Linked DNA regions of Sus scrofa: region 2 is linked to region 1. A link is a contact called in public Hi-C data. All regions are on one chromosome and are shown on one strand. The core of a region is the stretch at or near the end of the contact, and the rest is flanking DNA. Distances in the headings are between cores, read along the strand shown.

The links. A called contact is a pair of places that touch in the nucleus more often than the background predicts.
Region 2: a contact with region 1 is called in a Hi-C map of liver, with 10 times the contacts expected there. The contact joins two enhancer-like sites. A contact is called at or near these places in 4 of 47 Hi-C or Micro-C datasets (embryonic fibroblasts, liver and skeletal muscle).

The regions. Positions count from the first base shown.
Region 1 is chr13:100,389,233-100,393,854 of Sscrofa11.1, reverse strand. No RefSeq gene overlaps it. Among named protein-coding and RNA genes, the nearest start is that of ARL14, 43 kb to the right of the region's middle. Within about 2 kb of position 2,629, at least 6 of the 83 cell types and tissues checked have an H3K27ac peak or open chromatin away from gene starts, as enhancers often do. A contact at or near this core is called in liver, where this site is marked.
Region 2 is chr13:100,497,975-100,502,596 of Sscrofa11.1, reverse strand. All of the region lies in intron 1 of PPM1L (protein phosphatase 1L), which reads right to left. Among named protein-coding and RNA genes, the nearest start is that of PPM1L, 58 kb to the right of the region's middle. Within about 2 kb of position 1,831, at least 8 of the 83 cell types and tissues checked have an H3K27ac peak or open chromatin away from gene starts, as enhancers often do. A contact at or near this core is called in liver, where this site is marked.

The DNA of each region.
Region 1 (4,622 bases), core at 1,380-3,879:
TTCAAAAATGTGTGAGGGGGAGTTTATAATTTTTCAAAATCAATTTGGAGAGTATCATACTAAATGAAGAATTAAGAAAGAGAAAGACAAATACCATATATGGAATATAAAATGGCCCAAATAAACCTATCTGCACAACAGTAGCAGACTCACAAAGAGAATAGACTTGTGGTTGCCAAGGGAGAGGGGAGAGGGGGAAGGGGGTGGGATGGGGTTTGGGGTTAGTAGATGCAAACCATAACATTTAGAATGGATAAGCAATGAGGTCTTGCTGTATAGCAAGGGAATTATATCCAATCTCCTGGGACAGACCATACTGGAAAAGAATATAAAAAAAGAATGTGTGTATGTATATATAGACACAACTGAGTCATTTTGCCGTACAGCAGAAATACGCAGAACATCGTAAATTAACCACATTTTAATAGAAATAAAAAGGGAAGAAAAAAACTAATTTGGAAAGTTTTTGTTGTTGTTGTTGTTGTTGTTTTGTCTTTTTGCCTTTTCTAGGGCCGCTCCCGCAGCATATGGAGGTTCCCAGGCTAGGGGTCTAATCAGAGCTCTAGCCGCCGGCCTACACCAGAGCCACAGCAATATGGGATCCGAGCCACAACTGCGACCTACACCACAGCTCACGGCAACGCCGGATCCTTAACCCACTGAGCGAGGCCAGGGATGGAACCCGAATCCTCATGGTTCCTAGTTGGATTCCTTAACCACTGAGCCATGACAGGAACTCCTGGAAAGATTTTTTTTTAAACTAAAAACTTAAATATTACTGCTCTCTACAGCCACCAAATGCTCAGAATTGCTACTATCTGCACACGCTGCAAGGCCTCTCTCACACAGGCACCTTGATGGGATGCCACTGACATCCACCCAGATTAGAAATTTGTTGAGGACCCCTCTTGAGTGTCAGGCCAATGGCAAGCAGGAAGAGGCCAACTCCAGACTCTTTCCTCTCATCCAATCAGAGTAGAGCATCTGCTCCCTCCCTGCTCTCTAATAACTCAGCTAGTGCTGGTGTCAATACCAGGAAAGAGCATGGCATGGACAGCGTCCCCAAAGAACTGGTCTCTTGGGCCAGTATCAAAACTCAGACATGGCAGGGTCAGGATAAGGACCCACTTATTAGAACATGAATAAAAGGCAAGGACTTTCTTTCAGAGAACATGAAAGAAATTTATTATTAGAACTAGAGATACAAAATCAAGATGACTTGATGCAAAATAGTCAAGAGAAGTGCCTGGCTCTTGAACTTCCACCTGGCTAAAAACAGGATTTTTCTGCAGCACTTGGGAAAGCAGAAAGCCTATGACACTGCCAAGAGATGCTCACCTGACTAAATGGGTTTAAGGAATTCAAACCCAAGATCTCCTGACTCCAAGGCCTCCTGTAATGAGTTGAATCCTGTCCCGCATAAAGATATGTTCAAGTCCTAGCCCATGACACTGTGAATGTGGTCTTATTTGGGAATAGAGTCTTTGCAGACTTAACTAAGATATAAAGTAAAATGAGAGCCTTCTAGATTATGGAGGGCCCTAATGCAATCACTGGTATCCTAATGAGAAGAGACACAGAGATACACACACACCTGGAGGGAAAACAATCAAGTGAAGAAAGCCCAAAATTGGAATGATGCAACTAAAAGATGAGAACTCCATCAATGGTGGCAACCCCCAGGAGCTAGGAAGCATTCTAGGGGAATTCTAGGAAGCATTCTTCTCTAGAGCCTTCAGAGGAGGCATGTGCCTGCCAACCCCTTGATTTCAGTCTTCCAGTCTCCGGAGCTGTGAGAGAATAAATGTCTGTTTTTTAAGGTGAAACCTTGTGATCATTTGTTACACTAGTCCCAGGAAATGAATACACCTCCCTCCTGGGATGGTATAAGAAATCTCAGGAAATCTACCACTCACCTACTATTTTATTTTATGCAAGTTTCTACCCTTTTTGAAAACTCAATTTGATTCAGCCAAACATTTCTTAACTGCATAGTTAGTGCCTGACCCTGCACATTATATGCTTGCATGATTTTCATGAGGGTGAGAAAGACCAGACACACCAGCTCCTGACTCCATTGAACTTTCAGCCTAGAGAGGAAAAGGCTAGAGGTTAAAGAAGAAATTATAAGAAATAAAAAGGATGACTTCATCTCTTTTCAATGTCATGCTGGGTTATTATTTAATCAGGCCTGTCCAAGGGTTGTTTGATCCCTAGCATGTACCTTTGTTTTACTTTCCAATTTGCTATTTTGTTAGAGCCTCCAAATTATGAAGTTACATATTAATTTGTAGGTTTCTGTCAAGTAACAAAAATTATTCCAAAGGTTATCATTTTATTGCCTTTAGACAATAACAGCCTTTAAAAAGTTCCTTTCCTGGTATGTAACTCTTCTTCTTGAAATGCTCTTGGAAACCAACTTTGATATTTTACTAGTTCCCTCATTTATTATTGAGTTAAATGTATTTTTGGCATACATTCATTATATTTCTGTATGAAATTATGTTTTTAACTTGAAAATTGTACTTTGACATAGAACTATTTTAAAGCTTAAATGATAGAATACGGAAAAGATTAATAGGTTCCTGGGACATGGTATTGAATGAGTGTGAGCTCTCGGTTAGGAACTGAGAAAAGCCTGAACGGGAGAAGCACTCTCTTAGGGACTGTCTCCACTGTCAGGGACCAGTGTACACCAATGTAACTTTGTATGTGCTTCATTCTTTATTCTCTTTCTACCTCCTTATCTTATTCTTGTCTGTTACTAAGGCAGACACCTTAACTGAGAATTTTGTAAGTTGCTTTTGTTTTATTATCATTATTGTTTTATTGTTTTTTGTTTTCTTTTTCTTTTTAGGGCCACACCTATAGCATATGGAAGTTCCCAGGCTAGGGGCTGAATCAGAATCAGAGCCACAACTGCTGGCCTACACCATAGCCATAACACAGCAACAGCAACTTTGGATCTCAGCCACATCTGTGACCTGCACTGCTGCTTGTGGCAACGCTAGATTTAACCCATTGAGTGAGGCCAGGAATGGAACCTGAATCCTCACAGATATTAGCCAGGTTCATAACCCACTGAACCACAATGGGAACTCCTATAAATCCTTAAACTTTACTGAGAAGCTGAAACCTTTAAAGGTATTACCCTTTCCTTCTGCTTGGAGATTGCTCTTGGCCTCCTCTTTCCTGCCTCAGGAATTCACACATGACCCAGCAACCCACCCCCATGGCTTCTTATTGGTTTTTCATGGGGGCCCCTTAATTATAAAAAGTCTGCTTTTATTTAGCATTCTTTTTCTTAATCTCTTGCATGTAGTTTATTTATGCTACAGGGAAAAATTTATGCTAAATCCAGAATTGTTGACAAATTTGAAGACAAGTCTTGGCAGTCTTTGCTGCAGTGCAAAAGTAGTAAAATCCAAGCAAGTTTTCTGTAAGTAAAAAACAAAACGAAACAAAAAACATTCAGGGACAACAATATTCTTGGTTTCTGAGACACTCAGAAATTGTAAGTACTTTCAAAAAAACTAGGTAAGTTACCCTTAACCTCCCTGGGACATCTTTCCCTGAGCTTGTAAAGAACAATTACTCAGGGATTTCCCTGGTGGCCTGGTAGGTAAAGGATCCAATGTTGTCACTGCTATGGCACAGGTTTGATCCCTGGTCCAGGTACTTATGCATACCTCAGGATGGCCAAAAAACAAAACAAAACAAACAAACAAAAGACACCTAGTAACAGTTTTCTAAAAATGATGCTCTTTTTCAAAAGTTAATGACTTGAAATAGTGATGAATTCAGGCATCCACAGGCCAATATAAGAAGCACAAGGTAGGAGCGCCTGCTGTGGTGCAATGGATCAGTGGTAGCATCTTGGAGCTCTGGGACTTGGGTTCAATCCCCAGGCCCAGAGCTGTTGCCGAAACTGTGGCTAGGATCTGATCCCTGGTCCAGGAACTCCATATGGCGTAGGGCAGCCAAAATGGAAGAAAAAAGAAAAAAGAGAAGCATAAGATAAAGTTTTTGCACAGATTAAAGTGGCTGGAGAGAAGTCAGGGAAAGAAGCCAGCTACTGAGAACCTTTTTTTTTTTTTTTTAAACTTTGAGGACAAGAAACAGGGCCAGGTGTAGGGACAGAGGCTGGGGGAGTGATTTTAAGTGAATGAATTACATAGCCAGGTGCTATATGGGCAGGATAATTCATTTGTTTAACATTTGCACAGAAAACAAATTTTCTTTGTTTCAGAATTTAGTAACATGTTTTCCAAATGCTTTTTAAAGTAAAATTTAGTGCCATATCTAATAAAATCAGCGAAAAGTAGATATTTATTTTTTTCCTCTTCCTTACCATCAGTGTATTATTCTATCCTTGATATAGTGATTTTAAAAATAAACTTGATTCTATTCACAAGAACATGTGCGCCCGAGTCCCGGGTGCAAGAAAATTGGACCATGGTAATTGCTGCCACCTTGTGGGAGAGTGAAAGAAATTCAAGATACTGTTATCTCCCTATACTCTTCAGCACCCTCTGATTCAAACATCCACCCTTTTCTTCAACATTTACTCTATGCCAGGCCTTGGCTGATCTCTAGAAATAACAGACAAGTAAGACACAGCT
Region 2 (4,622 bases), core at 582-3,081, 110 kb before region 1:
TTTGTTTCTATCTATTTTCCAACTAGATTTCCCAATATAAAACAATTTAGAATATGCAGAAAAGAGAAGCAGTTGGTGTCAGAAATTCAACAAATACCTAAGCTAATTTATATGGTGACTGAAATATAATCCACCTGAATTTTACATCAAAATGCAGCAAGGTGGAAAATGGCACATGGCTACACAACATAAACTACCCAAATTATAAAAAGCTGTTAATGTACTGCAGTGATAATGCTGATTAGCTATTTGTCACTATTATAGTCTGCAGAAGTACTCCACTGTTGGAAGAGAAACTGATTTTTTGAAGATAGGCTCCTATTTGTTTAAACACTTATGTGCTACTAAAGTTAAAGAAAAATGTTTGTTGCAGGTGGACTTGCCTAAAGTCATCACGATATGCTCCAATCTAAAACTAAAATCATGGCAGATTGCTTTTCTTTTGATTACCTTTGTCTCATGAATTAGACCAGCTTCTCCCAACTGTTGGCTGCACACTGGATCACCTGAGGTGATTTAAAAACTACTTGTTCCTGGGCCCCACCCCCAAAGATTCAAATGTAACTGACCCCTCTTGTATTCATATCCAGGCTGGCATGTGGGCAGTCTTTAGAGCTCTCCAGGTGATTCTAATATGTAGCTCTGGGAGAGAACCCCTGCCCTAGATAATATTAAACATATCAATTAAAAGTAATGTATTACAAGTTTACTATGTCCCAAGAATTGTGAGTTACTGATTAAAAGGAAAAGTGTAGGACAAACCCTGCCCTCAAGACTAATCCAGTCTAAGGGGAAAAAGACTTAACTCCACAGTTACCATGGAGCAGAGAGCAGTGAAGAGGCCCAGCAGTGGGAGTGGTGTCAAAGGTGGCTTCTCCAACACCATGATCAAGCTGGGTAGGCCAGGAGAAGGTAGGGAAGGGCATCTCAGGAAGAGGGACCAGAATGTGCAAAGGCCCAGAAGTTGGAGAGTGGCTCCTTCCTTAGAGCTCTGCGTGTTGTTTTTTTTTTTTTACCAGTGAGGCAGAGCATGGATGTGAATACAAGAGGAATGAGGCTGGAGGTGTTTCCAGGCTTCCAAGAGGACCCAAACTGGTAACGTAAATGGACAAAGTAGTCTGAGTGTATGGCAACAGCTGGTGTGGTGGACTGCCCAACCCAAAGCAGGGTGGAGGGTGGGGGGTGGCTGTTGCTTCCTAGCTCCAGCCATTGAGAGAATAAAGGCTAAATATTGACACATCTTCCAGATTCTCAAAAGATGCCAAAAATCTGGTCCTTAATGTGAAATTCACAGGTTTTAAGACAGAGCAGAAGAAATAAACACGTCTGCAAGCCAGATACTGCCCAGAGCGCTCTAGGTATGGGCCACACCTTTTCACTACATTATAGAAAATTACTTAAAGGATTGTAAAGGGGTGAAGACAGCAGTATCCAATTTAGATTCAATTACACCTTAAATGTAAAACTGAACTGCAGTATTGCAGACAGCAATCTGATAAACCCAATTGTATAAAGCTTTCCCCCATAGTAATGCTAGTCAAGGTGCCACTGTTCTGAAATTACCCCCCTACTTTTTCATTTTCCAGATTCAATACAGGATCTTCTTACTTTTCACCTTAGGGAGAAAAAAAAGAATCTGATCGATATTAAGATGCAGGTAAAGACCACACTTATTAGGATTCAAGGTGATGTAAATTATAGTCAATCTGAATTACTATGCAGCTGGAGTACAGAGGTGGTAATCAAAAATCACAGATGATCCGCCAGGCTGGGCTGGGGCTCTAGGCCCTGGGCAGTGATCCTCTGTAGGCTGGGAATACAGCCAGCTGTCCAAGCAGGAGTCTGATAGGAGGGAGTGGAAAACCCAGATGCCAGGAGAAGGTCACCCAGTCCCCAGAGAGGACTTTGCTTCCTCCATTTGGGCTCCACCTCGACCTCCTCCCCAAGGTTAATTTCCCAAATGTAAGGGGAGAGGCAGATCCCTTATGCAGGACGATTAGCTGTCAAATTCTATAAGGGCCAACTGCAAACAGCACTCTAAGTTAGTACCCATGTAAAGTCACCAGGCGAAGCTCCACGCATGGTAAATAGAGCACTCATAGAAAATTCTCAAAAAAATCTATAAAAAGGCACTTGGCTTGAATTTCCAAAGGTATATTTCACAAACACAGTTGTCTATAAAGAAAATTAGCAAGTGAGAACATTTGTATGGTCTTATGGATTTCATTAGGGAAAACAATCCTAAATGCAAAACTGGGCAGTGGTAAGGAACACAACACAGACACATGGCTACAACTGATTCCCAAATCAAACAAATGGACAGAAGTATTGTCCAAAGACAGACAGTTTATCTAGCAAAATGCTAACTGCTTGATTTTTTTTCCTTCAGGTTTTAACAAAAAGAAAACATATCATTACCATGTCTGGTAAAATGCCTGTAATCTTTGCATGTCATTTCTAATTTTAGATATGGAAATGGGATTCTCTCAGGCATTCTGATTTCCAAAGAGAAGTTGTTGAACTGCAAGAAATTAGAATCTCCGAAAGCTTGGAAATTACACAGTAACAATGGTCCTTGCTTTCACAAGGAAGAGGCTGTTTAAAGTTAAAATACATTTAATAATCTCTACACTAAGTCTCTCAAATATTTTTTAAAGATTAAATATTACCTAAACTTGTAAAATATCTCTAAAGGCAGAGAAGGAAAAATAGCTTTGAGTGTGAAGACTCAAAACAATTTGAAGAACTGCTCTCTATCCATCAACTGCCATGCACTTTAATTGCAATTAAACAGCTTAAATAAAGAAATAATAGCAATAAAATCCTTGGAAGAGTCTCTTTTCAGCAAGGAAGAAAACAGTCACCTTAATGAAGCCATAAAGCACATTAGGATGTATTATACTTTAGAATGTATCAATAACACGAACACTTTAAGTCCTATCTAAACACACCTGAAGTACTATTTTAATTTTCTTATTGACAGAGAAATTGATATTTGTGCAAAAATCACCAGAGGTTTCTTTAAAATACATCACAAGTTCTTAATGTATGAAGCTGCTATTCAAAGAGAATGTAACTTTGATTAAACAAATCATCAGATGCTGAAATGGGGATGGTCCTGCCAAGGAGAGAGGCCTAAATTAATGACACCACATAGGGTAGAAGGAAAATGGACGACTGATATATTTGACAGCCTACTGGGGGAAAAAAACGACAAACACGCCTCTTTCTACTACTCAGGGGTTACTTCTGAGAGCACCCTAAATTTCCCCTATGCATATTTTACACTCAAGTGTTAAGTTATCCCCAGGTTTCACTTTAATGCTGCAGCCAGACCAGCTGACCAGCCCTATTTCTTCCATTTTTACCTGTTAGGGCTTAATGGAAACTAGGAGTCTTGCAGCTAATCCATGGGAGGATTTTGCCATACTCTTTAACAGAATCGGGGTTCTACCTCCAAAGGGCTTGTACAACCACACCAGTGGTATGAGTAGTGCACATGTTTACATCCATATGTATGTTTTCCTAAAGGCACCTGCCACTCACTTGTCCTTCCCCAGGAATACTGAGGACTGAACAAGAACAGGGCTCAGGAAACATTCACGCTTTTCCCAAGACCCAGTTGCCAATCTTTTAAAATGAAAGACTTCAAACACAGCGTGGACTGCTCACCTGTACAGGATCACATCAGCATCTTTCAACCTCATTTCTGAATTCTGGCTTATAGATTCCTAGTCACTTGCTCAGATGGGTGGTGTGCCCCAGCCTGGTCACATGATGACTGCATCCGTCTCTCCTAATCACATGACCAAGCATGACCACAGACCCCAGAGAACACCTGTGAGATAGGCTGGTCCCTGGGACCCTTTTCTGGAGAGCTTGCACCTGGACAAACATCTCCATGAACAACAGAATACAAATAAACTATAAGGGACTGAAAATAACCACACACAAGAGCAGCTGGGAAAATATCAACAATAAGATACAAAAAGGCCAAAAACCAATTGCCATTTCTGAGGTGCTGAGAGCAAAAGCAGAGTACTGAGCATGATCCCTGCACACAGCACCACCAAGGGGCAGGCAGGCCACCGAAACCACACCTCCTAACCAACCAATCCACGGACCTGCCCCTGCTGTTATCCCTTTTAAGGACCCAAGCAGCTCCTCTCAGGATCAAGTAAGGACACCTGTTTCTGCTTTTCACTCCCTCATGCTGCAGCATAAGCCCTAGTTACCTGAATTTCTCACCTGGCCTCTTACCAATTTCTATTGTTTAAAGAGTCCCAGGGTCTGTGTTAGTAACACCTGGGGTGAGGTTGGGGCCCCAGGATAAGAGAAAGTAGGGCAAAACCATAAGGGCAGAATTGTGAGAAAACTACAGCTTTCCAAAACATGATGGAACCAAAAAGATAAAGATGAGCCTTTCCAATGTAAGGAATCAGTTCAGGGAAGAGGACAAGACATCCTAGGCGATGCCATCTGGTAGGGGACACCGTCCTAACTCCCAGAATAGGACGCTGGTAGAACATCATGGAGCACCAAGATACCTTCTGTGAAGGGACAAGGAAAGCATTTCTGAAGCTAAGGATGGGAGGGGAGCTGCGGCTTGCTTTCCCAGTGAC